Linked DNA regions of Mus musculus: region 2 is linked to region 1. A link is a contact called in public HiChIP or PLAC-seq data. All regions are on one chromosome and are shown on one strand. Each heading gives the region's core, a stretch centred on a gene start, on an enhancer-like site or on the middle of the called end of the contact. The rest is flanking DNA. Distances are from core to core; before and after follow the strand shown.

What was found. HiChIP or PLAC-seq counts read pairs in DNA pulled down with a chosen protein or histone mark.
Region 2: a contact with region 1 is called in a FOXA1 HiChIP or PLAC-seq map of pancreatic cancer cells. The contact joins two enhancer-like sites. A contact is called at or near these places in 2 of 115 datasets of contacts at active chromatin or transcription factors (embryonic stem cells and pancreatic cancer cells).

Annotation. Positions count from the first base shown.
Region 1 is chr4:108,889,038-108,892,537 of GRCm38.p6, forward strand. Rab3b (RAB3B, member RAS oncogene family) reads left to right here. Exons shown (of 5, transcript NM_023537.5): 2 at 1,271-1,498. The coding sequence starts at 1,271. Among named protein-coding and RNA genes, the nearest start is that of Rab3b, 12 kb to the left of the region's middle. Within about 2 kb of position 1,949, at least 9 of the 459 cell types and tissues checked have an H3K27ac peak or open chromatin away from gene starts, as enhancers often do. A contact at or near this core is called in pancreatic cancer cells, where this site is marked.
Region 2 is chr4:109,429,256-109,432,755 of GRCm38.p6, forward strand. It overlaps Ttc39a (tetratricopeptide repeat domain 39A), which reads left to right. Exons shown (of 18, transcript NM_153392.2): 9 at 1,601-1,709; 10 at 2,136-2,203; 11 at 2,284-2,343. Among named protein-coding and RNA genes, the nearest start is that of Ttc39a, 24 kb to the left of the region's middle. Within about 2 kb of position 1,721, at least 53 of the 459 cell types and tissues checked have an H3K27ac peak or open chromatin away from gene starts, as enhancers often do. A contact at or near this core is called in pancreatic cancer cells, where this site is marked.

The DNA of each region.
Region 1 (3,500 bases), core at 699-3,198:
CTATTTACCTGCAAAATTCATAATATCCTTGTTTTTTAATAGCTGAATAGTATTCCACTGTATAAATGAAGTACATTTTCTATATCCATTCTTCAGTTAAGGGACATTGGGTTATTTCCAGCTTCTGGATATTATGAATACAAGGCTACTATGAACATAGAACTAGGTACATGATTGTAATATAATGGAACATCTTTTGGGTATATGCTCAAGAGCAGTATAGCTGGGTCTTTCTCCACATCCTCACCAGCATGTGCTCTCACTTGAGTTTTTGATCTTAGCCATTCTGATTGATGTAAGGTGGAATCTTAGGGTCATTTTGACTTACATTTCTGTTGAACTTCTTTAAATGCTTCTTGGCCATTCAAGATTCCTCTGTTGAGAATTTTCTGTTTAACTCTGTACCCCACTTTTTAATTGGGTTATTTGGGGTTTTTTGAGGTTAACTTGTTGAGTTCTTTAAATATTTTGGATATTAACCCTTATCAAATGTAGGGTTAGTGAATATCCTTTCCCAATCTGTAGGTTGCTGTTTTGTCTTATTGACAGTGTCCTTTGCCTTACAGAAGATTTTTAGTTTCATGAAGCTCAGTGAGATGGGAGTGGGTAACTGGTTGGGTGGGAATCATTCTCTCAGAGGCAAAGGGGAGGGAGTATGGGGTAAAGAACTCTTGGAGGGGGGACCAAGAAGGGGGGCAATTTTTGGAATGCAAATTAATAAAACAATTTTAAAAAAGAGTTGTGTGTTTAGTCAGTTTTGTGTGTGTGTGTGAACTTGGAACTGTTAAAAACTGTTCAGGTTTTAACTGTCGAGCTGTGAGGCACCAAACATTTTTACACACAGAGAATGACAGTTCAATACTGAGCTTGCCCCCTCCCCCCAGAAGACTCTCTGTGATCACCAGGTCTCCAGAGTACACCAGGGCTTACCTGACTTGTCATCTATCTGCTGTTCTGCTAATCATGTTTTCCATTCTTGTATTGTTTTCTGTGGCAACCTAGACATCAGTCACGGTGTCTGATTCATATTTGAACACCCCCCACCCCACCCCGGCGCTCAGCACAGGGCTCACCCCAGAGCAAACTGCTCAGTAAATACTTGTTGAAAGAATGAATGGGAGGAGCTGGGTTCCACCCCAATCCTGAAACAACATTTGGGGCAGGGACAGAGGTGGGGAAGTTCTGCTTATGTAGTATTTCTTCTACGATGGCAGGTGACCATTAGGAGGTCACTAAGTCACAGCAGAGTGACCACAGGTCTCTCTTACAGATGGCTTCAGTGACTGATGGTAAGACTGGAATCAAAGATGCCTCCGACCAGAACTTTGACTACATGTTCAAACTGCTCATCATTGGCAACAGCAGCGTCGGGAAGACCTCCTTCCTTTTCCGCTATGCTGATGACACCTTCACCCCTGCCTTTGTCAGCACTGTGGGTATCGACTTCAAAGTGAAGACAGTCTACCGCCATGAGAAGCGTGTGAAGCTGCAGATATGGGTGAGTGCTGGGCACCGTGGGCAGAATGAGATAGAACTAGTTGTCAATACAAGGTCAAGGAGGTAGGGCTGCTTTGTGACCTCCGTGTCTTACAGCATCAGATATCAATGCTGTTTCAGAGGAGTGACCAAGAAACCAGACATGAGGATTACAGACCCTAATTCTACTTCTCCTACTTATAAGCCATGGAACCACGACTAAGTTATTTAACCCTCTGGAGCACCCCTTCCTTCAGAGGGGATTACGATCTCATCTAAATACTTAGTGTCATTTCTGGGACACAGTACGTGTACCATAGATATTCATTATGGATTAACTATCTATTGTTGCATAACAAATTGCTCCATGGTGAAAACCAAGAGAAATAATTGATCAGCTCACAGCTGCAGTGGGTCTAACGGTAGGGGCAGCTTGGAGCTTTTCATGAAGTGTAGCCAAATATTGGCTTGAATTGCAAGCAGCTGAAGGATGGACTGGTGCGAGAGGATCCACTTCCAAGGTTGCTGGCTTACTCACACGTCTGGTGCTGGCTGTTGGCAGAAGGCCTTCCCTCCTTCCCATCTGGCTCTCTTAGCATCTTCATAGAGCTACTTCAGCATCTTCATTGTATGACAGCTGTTCTTCCACGGTGTGCGAGCTAAGAAACCAAAGAAATGGCAATGTCTGTTATATAGCCTTTGAGTATTCTCTTGGTCACTGATAGAATGCGGGAAGAAACCACAGAGAGAGTCCAAATCCTCCAAATTGGAGGACTGGCAGTCTTGGAAGTTGGAGACTTAACTACTATTGCTATCTACTAATGGTACTAAGAAAATACACACTTATTTCAGAAGCTTGTCAGAGTACTTAGCAGTAACTTAGCACTGCACTTGGAAATCTTGAAAATTTGTGAAAGTATTCAAAACACATAATGTGTTATCATCTATTATACTTATTAAATGTATAATATATTGTACATATGTCTTAATGGAAGAGTCTACATCTATTTTTTTAAAAATTATTTCTCATATATATATGACTGTTATGAGGAATATAGCATTTTTTTTTGAGACAGGATGTCATTTTGTAGCCTTGGCTGGCCTTGAACTTACTACGGAGATCTACCTCTTTCTGCCTCTTGATTGTTGGGATTAAAGGGTTCTCCAATTGTGGTACAACCACACTAGCAACACTTGGGGATTTATTAGAAATTCACTCTTTGACCTCACCACAAGCATAAGGAATCCAAAATGCTGGTGGTAGGACCCAAAAATCTGGGCTAGCAGGTGGTTTTAAGGCAGGGTAGAATTGAAGAACTGCTGATGTGATCTAACTACCTAGGTTTAAATACTTGGTCCCCAGTTGGTAGAACTGACTGTGAAGGATTCGGGAGTGTGGCCTTATTGGAGAAGCTGTGTGTGTCAATGAGGGTAGGCTCTGAGTTTTGGGAGCTCCTCACATTCCCAGTTATCTTTCTCTACCTTGTGCTTGTGGATGGAGATGCAAGCCTTCAGCTACTGCTCCATGCCATATCTGCCTGCCTCTTGCCAGGTTACCCCCAAGTTGAACACTTTTTAAAATAGGTTGTGGTAGTCATGGTGTTTTGTCACAGCAATTAAAAAGTCACTAGGCAGTAACAAGTACCACAGACTAGGTGGCTTAAGCAGCAGAAAAGGTTTTCTCACGGTTCTACAGGAAGTCCAAGATCAGGGTACAGGCAGGGTGGTAAATGATACGTTTCTCCTGTGTACCCCTAAGCCCTTCCATCTGCATGGCTGTGCAGGAGAAACGACATTGAAGGTTCTTGGCATCTCTCAGGACATGATTCTTAGGGGGTCCCATTTCCAAATATAGCCACAGTTCAAGTTAATATTTCAACATGTGAATTTCAGGAGGACACAGTGATAGTGACAAAGTGACATAGAAGCTAGAAATGAGAGAGACTTAGGAATTTACTAGATTTGATGATTGATTTACTACAAAGATAGAGGAAGGAACACACACATATATAGTCTATAGTTTT
Region 2 (3,500 bases), core at 471-2,970, 540 kb after region 1:
GGATAGCCCCATAGGGACCTGAGGGCACATTGTCTGAGGATAGCCCCATAGGGACCGAGGGCACATTGTCTGAGGATAGCCCCATAGGGACCGAGGGCACATTGTCTGAGGATAGCCCCATAGGGACCGAGGGCACATTGTCTGAGGATAGCCCCATAGGGACCGAGGGCACATTGTCTTCCCATGGCATGGATTAGGAACCGGGTCTTCTCCTCTTGGTCACCTGCTCACTTCAAGGCCTTGGGTTAGTCCTCTCATCTAAGGCCAGCTTTTGGTGCTCCTACTTCATCTGTGAGCTGTGCAGGGGTCCCTTCTGTGCAACAGACGTTGAGAAGAACCAGGAGACTCACTGAGGCCAAGACCTGGCACACCAGCAGGGGTTGGGGGAGCAGAGCAGGGAAGTCCCCTTCAGGATGCAGCCAGTGTGGTGAACAGAGCACTGTCCTGGACGTCAGGAGTCATCCCCAGCCTCCTCCCCACGATGCTAGACAATTCCCCTTTCTCCATGAACCTCCTCTCTGTAAAATAAGAGGCTTCATATTGTCCTGAAGATGCTGAGGGAGATAGTTTCTCTAGCCGTCCTGATATCAGACACATATCACTAGTTTATGGTTTATCTGTTATTTTTTTTCCCAAAATGACATCATTTTTTACCTAAATGTATTTAAAGGAGATGTTATTATGCAAAATCCACCTAATTTAATCATGGAAAAAAAATCATTAAGAGGCCCATACAAAGCCAGGCCTGCTGGCTCACAGCTTGAATGCTAGCACTTCGAAGACAGAGGTAGAGGCAGGAGGATCTCTGAGTTCAAGGCCAGCAGCCTGGTCTATAGAGTGAGTTTCAGGGCAGTTATTAGATATACTTGGTGAGACCCTTTCTCAACAAACAAACACAAAGCATGACACATAACAGTCTTCAGAAGGGGCTGGAGAGATGGCTCAGAGGTTAAGAGCACTGACTGCTCTTCCAGAGGTCCTGAGTTCAATTCTCAACAATCACATGGTGGCTCATAGCCATCTATAATGAAATCTGGTGCCCTCTTCTGGTGTGCATACATACATGCATGTAGTGTGCTATATAGTAAATAAATCTTAAAAAAGAAGAAGAAAAAATAGCGATAAGGTTGGCCACGGCTCTGCCTGTTTCGCTTCTCGTTGTGGGTGAGAGCTGAGTTGTGTGAGCCCCATCCTTGGCCCTGGGAAACCCCCACAGCTGGAGGCTTCAGGGCCCCGTGTGTTGCTCCCTAGAGCAGGCAGTTGGATAGGGAGGTCTCAGGTGGGAAGGTCAACCCTAGCCTGTTCGGGCGCAGCAATTCCCCCAGCAGAGAAGCTGTGGAGGGTTTGAGGCAGGCCAGGCCTATATTTGAGAAGATGGAGACTACACACACAGGTTAGGTCTGGTCACAGAGATGTTCTGGAACATTCTCCCCCAGCAAGCCTTTCAAGGCCCCAGGCTTCTGGAACCATCAGTACCAGATTGTGGTTAGGGTTATTTTCCTCAAGCTATTCCTTCTCCCCTCCCCATCGCTCCACCTGCACGCACTCTTGACCCCCTCATGGGGGTCTCATGACTGCCAGCCTCTCTTCTTGTCCCCAGGACTATGGGCTGCTGCAGCTGGAGGAGGGCGCAACCGGACACAGCTTCCGTGCAGTGCTGTGCGTCATGCTGTTGCTGTGTTATCACACCTTCCTCACCTTCGTGCTCGGTAGGAGGCCCAGTGTGCAAGAGGGCGGGCTCCCGGGTGAGAGGCTGCACACCCTGCTCAGGCACGCAGGACTGGGGCCGAGCCAGGTCTGCAGCCTGCATCTGGCTTACTGAACAGCAATTTCCTCTCTCTGTGGGTTCCATCTGTGAAATGGGGGCGATTGCGCCACCTTGTGGAAAGTATGAAGATGCTGTCCCTCCTGGGTGCAGACTGAAAAGTGGCCTCCAGATTATTGAGCCTGTGATGTGACCCGGCAGTATCCACATTAGCTTGTTTAAGCCTCCTATCACTCTAGAGATAGGAGGAATCATTGTACCATCCCACAAGGGAAAGGCAGAGGCCCCAAGAAGGCTTTGGCAGGTTGTTAGAGGGAGCGCAGGCCCCAGCAACGGTTACCCGAGCAATGTACCTCCCTGCCACCTCCAGGTACTGGGAATGTCAACATCGAGGAGGCAGAGAAGCTGCTGAAGCCCTACCTGAACCGATACCCCAAGGTGAGACCAGTCCCTGCTGGGCACTCCCACCCCACCAGTACCCAGTGGACCCACCCGGATCCTCACGAGTATCATTGCAGGGCGCCATCTTCCTGTTCTTTGCTGGGCGGATTGAAGCTATCAAAGGAAATATTGATGCTGTGAGTGATGTGGGGCTTTCTTGGGGTATCCCAGCCCAGCAAGACGTTAGATACATAGAGGCCATACTCGGGGATAGGGTGAGCCCAGGAAGGGGCAGGGGTAGGAGAAGCATTCTGTCAGAGGTGGTCTGGGAGGAGAGAGGTGCCTTTTGATAGGAAGATATAGGATTCTGACATTCCTGATCAGGAAAAGCTGCTGTCCCCCCGGGGCATGGGTGACTAGGCTGGATTCGGTGAATAGGGTAGGGGTGGGAGTGAGGAAGGAGGAGAAAGGGCCATGGAAAGGGATTGGGCAATGTTTTTCAACCTGTGGGTCATGACCCTTTTGGGGCCAAATGACCCTTTCACGGGAGTCACCTAAGACCATCAGAAGAAAACTTTAGATATTTACAGTTCACAACAGTAACAAAATTACAGTTATGAAGTAGCAATGAAAATAATTGTATGGTTGGGAATCACTACAACACGAGGAACTGTATTAAAAGGTCACAGCATTAGTAAGGGTGAGAACCACTGAGCTAGAGACAGGGAAGGTCACAGCCATGGCAAAGCTCAGAGAACTATGCCAATATAGAAGGCTACATTCCAGAGTCCTGGAAATCTCCAGCGAGCCCTCGCAGGATAAATCCCTGGCTGTGAGTAACCATGGAAACTACTGGACTCTTTGGTGTTCTTTCTGAGGTCCAGACATTATTGTATTAGTATATTAACACCTTCTGGGACTGGATGGATGGCCCAGTTGGTAAGCTGCTTGGCACAAAAGGATAAGACCTGAGTTTAGTCCCCAGCACCCATGTGAAAAAGCCAGACATGGTGGCATGAGGTTTGTTGACCAGCCAGCCTAGCCTAATCGGGGAACCCCAGGTCTCAGCGAGAAACCCTGTCTCAAGATAAAGATGGATAGCTCCTGAGGAAAGGTGCTTGGGGTTGGCTCCACCCACATCCATGCCCACGTGCACACAGGGATGGGAGAATTACAGCCTCAACAGCTTGTACCTTCTGTCCCCTCCCCCAGTGTGCTCTGCTCGGAGCTCTCACTCAGGGACCAGATCTCTAGAATCCATACGAGGGGGCAAGCATCATGGATCGTCAATGAGGCTTAGTGTCGCGCCAGTACAGGAAGCCAGATTCCCTGGCTTCCAGACGCCCGTGCCTTG